2 separate regions of the Ovis aries genome follow, and region 2 is linked to region 1. A link is a contact called in public Hi-C data. All regions are on one chromosome and are shown on one strand. Each heading gives the region's core, a stretch centred on a gene start, on an enhancer-like site or on the middle of the called end of the contact. The rest is flanking DNA. Distances are from core to core; before and after follow the strand shown.

What was found. Hi-C and Micro-C count contacts between places; a contact is called where the count stands out from the background.
Region 2: a contact with region 1 is called in a Hi-C map of hypothalamus, with 5 times the contacts expected there. The contact joins the promoter of CNOT1 here to the promoter of GINS3 in region 1. A contact is called at or near these places in 2 of 16 Hi-C or Micro-C datasets (hypothalamus and liver).

The regions. Positions count from the first base shown.
Region 1 is chr14:25,785,054-25,791,048 of ARS-UI_Ramb_v3.0, reverse strand. It overlaps GINS3 (GINS complex subunit 3), which reads right to left and starts at 3,356. Exons shown (of 2, transcript XM_042231732.2): 1 at 3,015-3,356. The coding sequence starts at 3,200.
Region 2 is chr14:25,975,344-25,981,592 of ARS-UI_Ramb_v3.0, reverse strand. CNOT1 (CCR4-NOT transcription complex subunit 1) reads left to right here and starts at 4,964. Exons shown (of 48, transcript XM_060398361.1): 1 at 4,964-5,062.

The sequences.
Region 1 (5,995 bases), core at 2,107-4,606:
ACGTAAATAAAAACTACCCAAATGCAGATAACAGAAAATAGAAGGTGGAAAAAATGTTATGCAAAAGAAGCATTACTAGAGATAAAGACGGACCTTTGATAATAAAATGGTCATTAAATCTATTAGAAAAATAGGAATATCTGTCTAAATTAACAGAAGTAAAAGGAAAAATGACAAATCTACAATCATCATGGGAGATTTTAACATCTCTTTTCGATAAATGAGAAGTAGCAAACAAAAAATCAATAACATAGACAATCAAAACAAATAAAAGCTTCACCTAATTTATGTATAGATTATGCACTGCAGACCATGCCTTCACAATATCAAACTTTTCAAGCACATCGCTGTTGTTTAGTTGCTAAGTCATGTTCAACTCTTTTGTGACCCTGTGGACTGTAGCCTGCCAGGCTGCTCTGTCCATGGGATTTCCCAGGCAAGAATACTGGAATGGGTTGCCATTTCCTTCTCCTGGGCATCTTCCTGGCCCAGGAATCGAACCTGAGTCTCCTGCCATGGCACATGGATTTGTTACTGCTGATCCACAGGGAAGCCCTTTCAAGCACAAACTGAATGGTTACCTTATGCTGCTGTTTAAAGCAAACGCTAACTTTCAAAAAACTGAAGTCATTCAGACTATGTTGTTTGGCCACTGTGGAACTAAGCCAGAAATCAAAATCCAAACTGTACATAGCAAAGTCCCCAGATGTTTGGACCTAAGCACCAGTCTTCTCAATAATTCATGAGTCAAAGAAGAATTCATAGTGAAAATTAGAAAACCAAATTAAAACTTGTGAAATGTAGTTAAAGCTACAGGAAAAGCACAGCTAAAAATGTAAAAAAGAAAGCTGAAAAATCAATGACCTGGGTACCCATCTCAAAATGTGAATGGTGCAAGAGAACAAAGAAAATTAAGCCCAAAGAAAAGAGAAGGAAAGAATAATTAAGATAAGAACTAAATGACCTAAAAATGAAGGTACAAATGAGAAAGCTGACAGAGCCATTATTTAGTTCTTTTAAAAGACTGCTACAAGTGATAAACTCCTAGTAAGAAATTATGATCTCTTAAGAAAGAGATCATAACTTCTCAATATCAAGAATAAAAAGCAGGACACAGCTATAATTGTACAGATGTTTAAAAGATAGTAAAAGGATATTTTGAACAACACTATACCACTCTATTTGAAAATTTAGGTGAAACAGTCAAATTCCCAGGGTGGAAAAACCATGTACCAAGAGTAAAACTAGAATAGAAAATCTGATAGCCCTGTGTCTATGAATGAAATGAAATATATCAGTAAAAACCTTCCTACACAAATCTCCCACGCAGAAGAATCCTAAATAGCATATGTAGACATTGGGCCCTCAAAGAAGGGGACCGTAACTCCCCTCTCCTTAAGTATAGCTGTACATATGACTTCCTTCCAGAGAGAACAGTCTGGAAGGTGGAAAAGCAGAGTAACTTTACAATGAAGAATCCTGACAAATTCCACATAGCTCAAGTGATCAAGGTTTGTATCAACACAAGTCCCACTGATGGCAGGTACCCTTGTTAAGATGTGGTAAAAATGGCACTTCGCCTCTATGGTCTTCCACCTCAAAACAGTCTAATCATGAGAAAACCAGCAGACAAATCCCAAATGAGGAATATTCTCAACAAAATACCTCACCAGCACTCCACAAAACTCATGGTCATTAAAAACAAGGAAAGGTTAATAAACTGTCAAAGCCAAGAGGAGCCTAAGGACACACAATTACTAAATGCAATTTGGTGTCCTGGATGGGAACCTGGAACAGAAAATGGATGTTAAGTAAAAACGAAGGAAATATGAATAAAATATGGATGGTACACCTCTGTTTATCAGTGTGTAAGAGAACCAACTAATTAAGTACTCTAACGGAAAGTCAAAACATAATGTCTAAATGTTTAAAAACTCAAGATAAATTTAAGAACATTAATTAGAAATATGGAGGTGAATTTTGAAGAGACTGTGAAAAAAGGAGACAGATCCTGTAGAAATGGAAAGGACACGAGGGAGAGCAAGGCAAGGTCTCCTATTTTTTTCTATAAATCTTTGGGTATTATCTGGCTTTTTAAACTTTGCATATGTCTCACTTTGATAAAAATAACTCAAAATAGACCAAACAAAAAACCCTTCTAAACAAAACTTGGGTTAACTACGAAATAAAAAATAACCATTATGGGACTTCCCTGGTGGTCTAGTGGCTAAGACTCCAAGCTCCCACTGCGGGTGGGGGGCGGGTTCCATTCCTGGTCAGCGAACCAGATCCCACATGCCAAAACTAAGGGTTCGCACATGGCAACTAAGACCCCCACGCAGCCAAATAAATATTTAAAAATAAGAACTATTACAAGCCATGTTCCTGGGAAAAACTCGAACTTGAAGTCATGCAGTTCTAAATTCGAATCCCAGTTCACCACTTACAATAAGACCCTGGCACCCTGGCCAAGAAACCCAACATATCTGGGCTTCAATTTCTTTATGTGTAACAATATCTGAATATAGGGCTGTTAAACGACTAAAGGAGTAATAGATCCCTGCACTAAAAGCTCTCAGGAAATGGTTGCTGATGCCATCATCATTTCAGGAACGAATATAGCAATTTGCAGCTCCCAGACATCACTTGGGATGATGTCCCAAAACTGTTGTTTTGCTTTAAGGCAAAAAGTGATCAGAACCCTGGTCCGTAGGCGCCGATCCTTAAGCATCAACACACACCGGGTGAAAACACACTGCTGAATTTGGTTAGTTTCAAAAAAGAAATCCGTGTTGGAGGGACCCTGACGACCCAGTATAAATTTAGTTTCCGCAGAGGTCGCGAAGGCTGGGGGGGTGGGAGTGGGGCGCGCGGCGAACAGGACTCAGCGCTCCGCTCGGCCTCCCTGTACTGTAAAACTACAAATCCCAGAGGGCATCACGCCCGGCTACGCAGCGCCCCAGAGCCCGCAAGTCCTACTTGGAGTTGTAGTCTTTCCAGACGGAATCGCTTACCTCCGGGATCGCATTGTCAGTCTCGGCCCCTCCGCTCCGGTCTAGGAAGAAAGCGCCCAGGCGCGGCATGGGGATCTCCGTGCGCACCGAGAGCTTCTCGTGGGACATCAGAATGTCGTCCAAGGAAAGAAAATTCTCCTGAGGACCCAGCGCACCCGACTCCACCCGGAAATAAGCCTCGGACATGGCGGCGGCTTGAGTGTCTCCGTTTCCACTCTCGTGATTCGGGAGACCTCCTGGAGTCAGGGATGTAAAAAGAGGAGGCTGCTGAGGCTGGTCAGGATTGTGAAGGTTGAGGAGGTCGCCGCGGCAGTCAGACTGGATTCAAACTCTTTTTCCCGCGCCCGCGGACGGGCCAGACGGGAGCAGTCGATCCAGGCTGGTCTGCCCAGACAGAAGCAATCGACAAAGTCTGCGGATTTGGTTCTGCGCGACCCAGAGGAAGAGGAGTAGTACTTGGCTCCGCCCAAAGTGTTTTTTTTCAGGAGTGTAGCCTGGTGTGAGAACTTTAAATAAAACTGGAGATTGCTTTGAAGCTGCAAAATGCATTTGCACTAGATCGTGGTCCTTTAAATGTTTATATGAAATTTAAAACATTTTGCAACACACTTGGGGGCTTCATTGCACCCTCCCTCTCTGACCTGATCCAGTCTGAATTTACATTTTGTCAGTCTCTGTGAATCTTTGTTAATGCTGGTGCTTGAAAGAAACATGAAACAGAGCAGAACTCTAGCACTAGCCCCAGATAATTATTACGGACTATTTGTAGTATTTTGGAGTGGGTATAGATTACAGTGGGAGGGAAGGTCCTGAGGGTACTTAAGAACCTCCCAGTTCGTCTTATTTGCTATCTCTTTTTATGGCTCTCATTTTAAATCCTTAAAAGAGGAAATCTGATCGGCCCAATTCATCTCTTTCAGGCAGGTCACACTGGTCACAGGTGACCAGCCTCTCTATAGAGTGGTTGCCTGTGACCAGGGCCATTACTGCTCCGGGGGAGAGGGACAGGGAGGGGTCATGTTACATGGTACCAGACTTGGGGTGTCAGTCAGGGCTCTGGGTGGTGGCAGAGTGTTTAGAGAGGCACTACAGAACTTATTCATAAAGGACATTTTCTGGGGCAACTAGAGCTATGAACAGAGGGTTCATGGGAAAGGAATGTGTATTACTCATGTTTTTTATTTTACACTTTACGATGCTTTGACATTTTAGGGCCTTGTAGCCCTGGGAAGAACTGTTCATTTGAGGGTGAGCTAATTCCGGGAGTAATAAACAACTTGCCTTCCATGGACAAAGCAACTGATCCAAAGCCCATATCCCAACCACTTCCTTTATCTAACTCCCACATACCAAGCCAATATTTCCCCTTCCCTAAATCACCCCAGGGCCAAGTACTGGACAATTAGAGACCAACCTGATTCCAACTACTCAATCCTAAGTTTGCTCAAACTTATCTATTCTACCTCACCTATTTCTTCCCACAGAAACCCCCCTAAACTCTGGGCCATCTTCTCCCCTCCCTCCTTCAGCCTCCTGACTGAACCAGTGCTTCCCCAGGTGGCCCTGCATGGCTTGATGTATGCCCCTTTCTCTTGGGAACTGTGAGTAATGAAACTTCTTTCAGTGGCATTGACCACTCTGTGCAATCATTCAGTGACCAATGGAAGTTAAACCCTGAGCATCACCCAAACAAGAGGCAGTGGGGGAGTGGACTGAATAATGGAAAGCCTTGGGTGCTATTCTAAGAGGTTTAGGCTATTCCATAGGAAACAGGAGAAAAAGTAAGGCTTTTGAGCAAGTAAGGACATATATTTGGGCTTTAAAAAGCATATCCTGGCAGTGAAGAAGGGAGAGGTCAGAGGCAGGGAAGCTGTGTTGGATATCACAGTGGTAAAGAATTCGCCTGCCAATGCAGGAGACGTGGGTTCTATCCCAGGCCGGGCTACAGTCCATGGGGCTGCAAAGAGTCAGACACAACGGAGCATACACACATACAGGGCAGTACCTGGCAAGTAGTTGGATACAGGAATGAAAGGACAGAGATGGTCAGAGATAATCCAGGTTTCTAACTTGGTCAGCTAGGTGGATGGAGGTGACACTGATAGCTGTACAGAGCACAGGCAGTTTAAGGCAAAATATGAGTTCGAGTTTGCACTTATGGAGTCCAGAAGCTGCTGAACAGGCAGGTCCACAGTCCAGTGGAAAAATCCGCCTTGAACTTTTAGTTGTCTGTTCAGTATTTGGTGATAGTTATTTAAGAGCCTTTTTCTTTACTTTTTTTTTTTTTGGTCCGCACCACACAGCTTGAGGGATCTTAGCTCTCCTACCAAGGATTGAACTCATGCCCTTGGCAGTGGAAGCACAGAGCCCTAATCACTGGACCACCAGTGTTATCTATTTTGTGGTAGTTATATAAGAATCTTTTTTAAAAAATCATATCTTAAATGTTCAGTTTGCTCACTATCGAATACCAAAATAAAGAGTTACTAGCCAAAACTTTTAATTTCTCTGGTGAAATGGTTGTAGGACACTGGATACAGTTTGGGGTAGAAATATAAGTTAATTTGTCTAATTGAAGGCATGGCAGGTTATTTGCTGACAAAGATAGCAAGCTATTTTTCACATTGAAACAGTTGAGATGGATGCTTAATGATCTATCAGTGCCAAAGAAAGGGATTACTTTTGTGAAGAGACCAGAATATTGGCTCTAAACTCAAATACCACAGTTATTTTGATCCTAAAGTAATAGGCCAGTGTTTAAAATAAAATCAGAATATCTTGTTTTCTTATTTAATGTCACGGCTCATCAGGAAACTGTTATTCATTGTTTGTATGTTTTTTCTCCATTTAGTCTGTTTTCTCCTTGAACTAATAAGTGAATAAGTCACAAAAAGTGAAATGAGTGCAAGTTTGAACTTATGATGCTAAACAGTTGCATTAATTCTTTGACAAAAGTGGCACCAAGTTTTATCAAGTATAGA
Region 2 (6,249 bases), core at 3,715-6,214, 190 kb before region 1:
TAGACAGACCTTTGTTGGCAAAGTAATGTCTCTGCTTTCTAATATGCTATCTAGGTTGGTCATAACTTTCCTTCCCAGGAGTAAACATCTTTTAATTTCATGGCTGCAATCACCATCTGTAGTGATTTTTGTAGCCCCTCAAAATAAAATCTGCCACTGTTTCCACTGTTTCCCCATCGATTTCCCATGAAGTGATGAGACCACATGCCATGATCTTTGTTTTCTGAATGTTGAGTTTTAAGCCAACTTTTTCACTCTCCTCTTTCACTTTCATCAAGAGGCTTTTGAGTTCCTCTTCACTTTCTGCCATAAGGGTGGTGTCATCTGCATATCTGAGGTTATTGATATTTCTCCCAGCAATCTTGATTCCAGCTTGTACTTCTTCCAGCCCGTCATTTCTCATGATGGACTCTGCATAGAAGTTAAATAAGCAGGGTGACAATATGCAGCCTTGATGTACTCTTTTTCCTATTTGGAACCAGTCTGTTGTTCCATGTCCAATTCTAACTGTTGCTTCCTGACCTGCATACAGGTTTCTCAAGAGGCAGGTCAGGTAGTCTGGTATTCCCATCTCTTTCAGAATTTTTCAGTTTATTGTGATCCACACAGTCAAAGGCTTTGGCATAGTCAATAAAGCAGAAATAGATGTTTTTCTGGAACTCTCTTGCTTTTTTGATGATCCAGTGGATGTTGGCAATTTGATTTCTGGTTCCTCTGCTTTTTCTAAAACCAGCTTGAACATCTGGAAGTTCACGGTTTAGGTATTGCTGAAGCCTTGCTTGGAGAATTTTGAGCATTACTTTAAGCACCTCCAAACATTTTTTTTTTTTTTCAAACATTTTATAACACAGTTTTCTGCAGACCTCAAAGTCTCAAAGTCCTTTGTCTTCTAGGTATTTTTGCCTCCACCCCAAGCCAATTCAATAAGGCTTTTGTTTCCTAGCACTTACATATTCTTCTCTAGGCTATTTTAAGAAACAGTTAAAAGAGTTTATATAGTTCTTCCAGAGTCTGGTATGCACAATTAATTGGGGGGTGAAGGATTGGAAGAAGGCTGAGCAAAGAGGCCAGGTGAGTAATTAACAGCTGGTAAAAATATCATGTTTCTAATTATGTTTGAACCCCAGAACACATAATTGCTGAGTTACAAGGTGATTCAATTCTTTGTGAAGGTCTCTAGTAAACTACTTTGTCTGGGCATGACTTCCAACTATGTCTTTCAATAAAATGAAAAAAGTATACCAGGTGATCTCCACTAACCCTTCCAACTGGAAAACATTCTATGCATCTCTCTCCTTTCTAGTGAGTATAGAAGCCACTCAGAATTCATGATAACACACAGTTGAAGACCTTTGATCTCCAAGCTATTTATGTGGGAGTCCTTGCAGGTACTAGGCTAAGTCCCCAAAACAAGTCAAATCCTAGGAGTAGTGTTGGTGTAGCTGGGGCTGCGAGTTTGGGGGTGGGAGGGAGGGGTTGGCAGTGGACAGAAGGGTCTCCCAGAGCAGCCTTAGGGTAAAGATAAGCTGAAGTGGGGAAAGGCAACTTAGCTTTATTTCATTCAACTTACTTTACTTTAGGAGATTTATGTCTAAGACCAACGACAATTCTAGTTGTAGAATTACAGCATTGATCTTAGATAGCTGACCTCTACAGGTATCTTTTTTAAAAAATATATTTTAAATTATACAAATGAAACATGAATACATCCTATTTTCAAAAGTTCGAATCTATGGTAATAAAACAAAACAAAGGTCAATCTTGTCAAAGCTATGGTTTTTCCAGTGGTCATGTATGGGTGTGAGAGTTGGACTATAAAGAAAGCTGAGTGCTGAAGAATTGATGCTTTTGAACTGTGGTGTTGGAAAAGACTCTTGAGAGTCCCTTGGACTGCAAGGAGATCCAACCAGTCAATCCTAAAGGAAATCAGTCCTGAATATTCATTGGAAAGACTGATTTTCAAGCTGAAACTCTAATACTTTGGGCACCTGATACAGAGAACCGACTCATTGGGAAAGACCCCGATGCTGGGAAAAATTGAAGGCGGGCGAAGAAGGGGACGACAGAGGATGAGATGGTTGGATGGCATCACCGACGCGATGGACATGAGTTTGAGTAGGCCCTGGGAGTTGGTGATGGACAGGGAAGCATGGCATGCTACAGTCCATAGGATTGCAAAGAGTCAGACAGGACTGAGCCACTGAACTGACTGACTGAAAATAAAACAAAAAGCAAAAGCTCCCATTACCCTTCCTCATTCCACTTCCTACCCAGGGATAACCAGTTATGTCAGTTGGGGGAAATGGCGTTATCTTTTCAAATCTTTTAATACACTTATTTACAGGTAAATACAAATATAGTTCCTTTCTCCTACACAAATGGTAACATACTGATTATGCCATCCGTTTTTGGTTTTGTTTTTCTTATTCTGCACCTAACGATTAACAATAAATCTTCGAATCATTCCATATTAGTACCTACAGACTTATAGTTTTAAAAAACTTTGCGGTATTCCATACTCTTATTCATCTTCTTTTCTATTGTGTCCAATCTTTTAGGACCTAATTAACCCCATCAATTAATATCTTTAAATATCCATCTCTGTACAAATTTGCAATATTCACCTGTGGAGTAAATTCTTAGATATTGGATCAATGGGTCTATGCATTTTCAGTTTTGATAAATCTGGCTAAAATTCTGCTATCCGTTGAGGTTTCAGCAATTTTATACAACAAGGTATAGGAAGGACTTATATTCTCATCCTTGATTCCCTGGTGGCTCAGACAGTAAAGCGTCTGCCCACAATGCAGGAGACCGGGTTTCGATCCCTGGGTTGGAAAGATCCCCTGGAGAAGGAAATGGCAACCCACTCTAGTACTCTTGCCTAGAAAATTCCATGGATGGAGGAACCTGGTGGGCTACAGTCCCTGGGGTTACAAAGAGTCAGACACGACTGAGAGACTTCACTCACTCACTGGTCTGTTTAAGGAATCTTCTATCACTAACATTATAATGTTTTAAATCCAATTCTCCATCGCATGATTTTTCAACATTTATTTTCTCACGTGTCTGTCAAGTGCCAGGCACTGTGCTAGGTGCTGGGATACAGCTATGAACAAGACTGAAGTAACCCTTCCGCTTATTGTACATGGGGTCCTTGGGTATCCTACACGTATTTGAAACCACCAGATACTCAGTTAAAGTTTGCTGGAAGAGTTGGCGTTCAATGAAGGCAGGTGTCAAAAAGTATTTTTAGGAGGTTAGAGAGATCAGTCAGTCACAAAAAGACAAATTATGCATGAGTCTACCTGTTCAGTTCAGTTCAGTCGCTCAGTCGCTCAGTCGTGTCCGACTGTTTGCGACCCCATGAATCGCAGCACGCCAGGCCTCCTTCTCCTGCCCCCAATCCCTTCCAGTATCAGAGTCTTTTCCAATGAGTTAACTCTTCACATGAAGTGGCCAAAGTATTGGAGTTTCAGCTTTAGCATCATTCCTTCCAAAGAACACCCAGGGCTGATCTCCTTTAGAATGGACTGGTTGGATCTCCTTGCAGTCCAAGGGACTCTCACGAGTCTTCACCAACACCACAGTTCAAAAGCATCAATTCTTGGGCGCTCAGCTTTCTTCACAGTCCAACTCTCACATCCATACAGGACCACTGGAAAAACCATAGCCTTGACTAGACGGACCTTTGTTGGCAAAGTAATGTCTCTGCTTTTGAATATGCTATCTAGGTTGGTCATAACTTTTCTTTCAAGGAGTAAGCGTCTTTTAATTTCATGGTTGCAATCACCATCTGCAGTGATTTTGGAGCCCAAAAAAGATAAAGTCTGACACTGTTTCCACTGTTTCCCCATCGATTTCCCATGAAGCGATGGGACCAGATGCCATGATCTTCGTTTTCTGAATGTTGAGCTTTAAGCCAACTTCTTCACTCTCCTCCCTCACTTCGCTGGATACAGGTGACCACAAAATCTTTTTTTAACCACAAAATCTTAAAAAAGATGTTTCTACATTTTTTTCTCCCGACAGCAAAGGGCATAAGTATTCCTTCTGCTACCACTAACAGGGACTAAGCCAAACAAAGAACCCGAGAGTTTCCTATTTCTCCGTAGGGAGTGCCTTCTTCCAGAGGCAGAACTAGACAGGAAAGTTCTCCTGACCGGAGCATGAGAGGACCAAATGGGACTACGTTCTCCAGAATGCATTGCTCTTCCTGGGGCGTCGTAAATGAGGGAGGAACTCGCACTACTTTTGCGACAGGGATGGGCGGAGGGGGAGGACTACACATCCCAGGATGCAAAGCGCCAGAGCGCTAGTTAGAGCCTCGCTTGCTTGTAGTTTTCTGGTAACCGGCGTTCCCCGCCAAAGAGACGCGGGGCAGGACGGGAGTGTTTAAGATTGGGAATCCCCGTGGTCTACCGGACACTTGACACTTCGAAAGAGAAAGGAGAGTACTGGAAGGCTGTTTTTCACTCTAACTCATAATAGTTCCCGCGCAAGGTGGAGAAGGCTTAAGGGCCCCCTCCTTTATTTAGTGTTTCTCAGAGGCTTTGCCAGACCCCCATTGGTCGAGGATCTCGAGGGCAGGTGGGAAGTCCATGAAGCCCCAAATCGAAGTTATCTGCTTCTCCCCATTGGCCCTCGCCTCGAGCGCAGGCGCGAGGGCTCCGACTCCAGTCCCTGGGGACTGGTGAACGGCAATTGGCCAAAGCCCGCGAAGTAGGAGTCTGGATTGGTAGTTGCTAGCAGGAGCCTGGTTTCTTCCTTGACTTCTGCAAGTGATAGTGTGTGATTGGTTTAAATCCGCGGGCACCTGTCGATGATTGGGCGGGAGCCACAGGCGGGGTGCGCTCATTGGCTGGTGCTGGGTCCATCCCTTCTCGGGCGGGCAGCAAATGATGAAATAGGAACGGGGAGGGGAAAGGCCGCGACGTGAGCGCGCGACCTCCGGCGCCATTTTGTAGAGAAACAAGCGGAGTTAACCGAAGAGGGGGTCTAGGAGAACCGGAGTCGGGGACCCAGGAGTTTCCTGTGTCCAGCGCCGTCGGAGCCGCTTGAGGTGTGGTGGGCTGGGGTCGGGTGCCGAGGCCGACAGGCGGTGTCAGCTACGGAACTTGGGTGCCGGTGCGGGAAGGAACGGGGGTGGTCCCGGGGCCACTGGGAGCGTTTCCCGGGGCTCCGAGGTGTGAGGGGCAGTCGGGACGGGGAAGTGGCGAGGCGGGAGAGGGCGGACTGTCTCCCCTCGGCCCGCGGAGTCTTCGGCCTCTGGAGAGAAGAGGGCTTGGTGAAAGCTCTAGGAAACCGAGGGCAGAGCGCGGAATGAGACCCGGGATTGGCCCCCCCTTGCCCGGGCCTGGCGGCTCTGAGGGCGGTGTTGGCGGCACTTGGGGGCGGCTGGGCCCTCGCTTCGCGCGGACTGCACCCTTCGCAGACTCCACGAGCTTCTCAACTGCCGGATGGGTGCTGCGGGCATCGGCCTCGGAGGCCTAGCTCCGGGGAGGCGGGGGGGGCGAGGTGCCCGTGTTCGGAGTAGTTGCCGACTCCGGGTTCCTCTCGGTGGACCTGGAGCTGCCAGTCCCCCTCCCCCGCCCCCAGCACGTTGTCAAACCCCGGGTGTTTCGGGTGTCCGCCGGTGGGAGGGGCGGGCGGGAGCGAGCACTTCCTCATTACTTCTTGCCACAGGTTTTGTTCCACTCGCGCGCCCGGGCGCTCACTCAGTCTCCAGAGTCGGCCCCCACCCACCTGGCTCAGTGTCTGTTCTGTAGTAGTGGTGCTACTCGCCCAGGAGAAGAGCTCTCGTAGTGAGCCGAGCATTTGGGAGGCCTCCGTGAGAGATACTATGGGTCTCCAGGGGGTTACATAAGGCCAAAAGCACAAATGTTCTTTTTCAGTCCCACCCCCTCTGCAGATTTCACCCAAGTGGGTTCCCACAGATGAGTACCCTTCCTAGGATTAAACTTTAATGCTTGATGTCTGTGGGTTTGGAGATGTGTTTAAAATAAACTTTGAGCAGGAAGCTTTTCCCTTTGAAGTCACTCAAACATCACATATTTTAGGACTCTTAAAAGTTTTTTTTCCTGAGAGTATTAACTCTTAGTCTCTCTTTTTATTTCTCTGTAATTCAGTTGCCTTGGGGAGTTTAACAGTTAATAACTGAGTGAGCATAGTTGGTTACTTTTTGCGGAGAAAATTCTGAGTGTTTACCTCGTGACAGTCCGTTTGATAGGAGTAGGGATACACGGATGG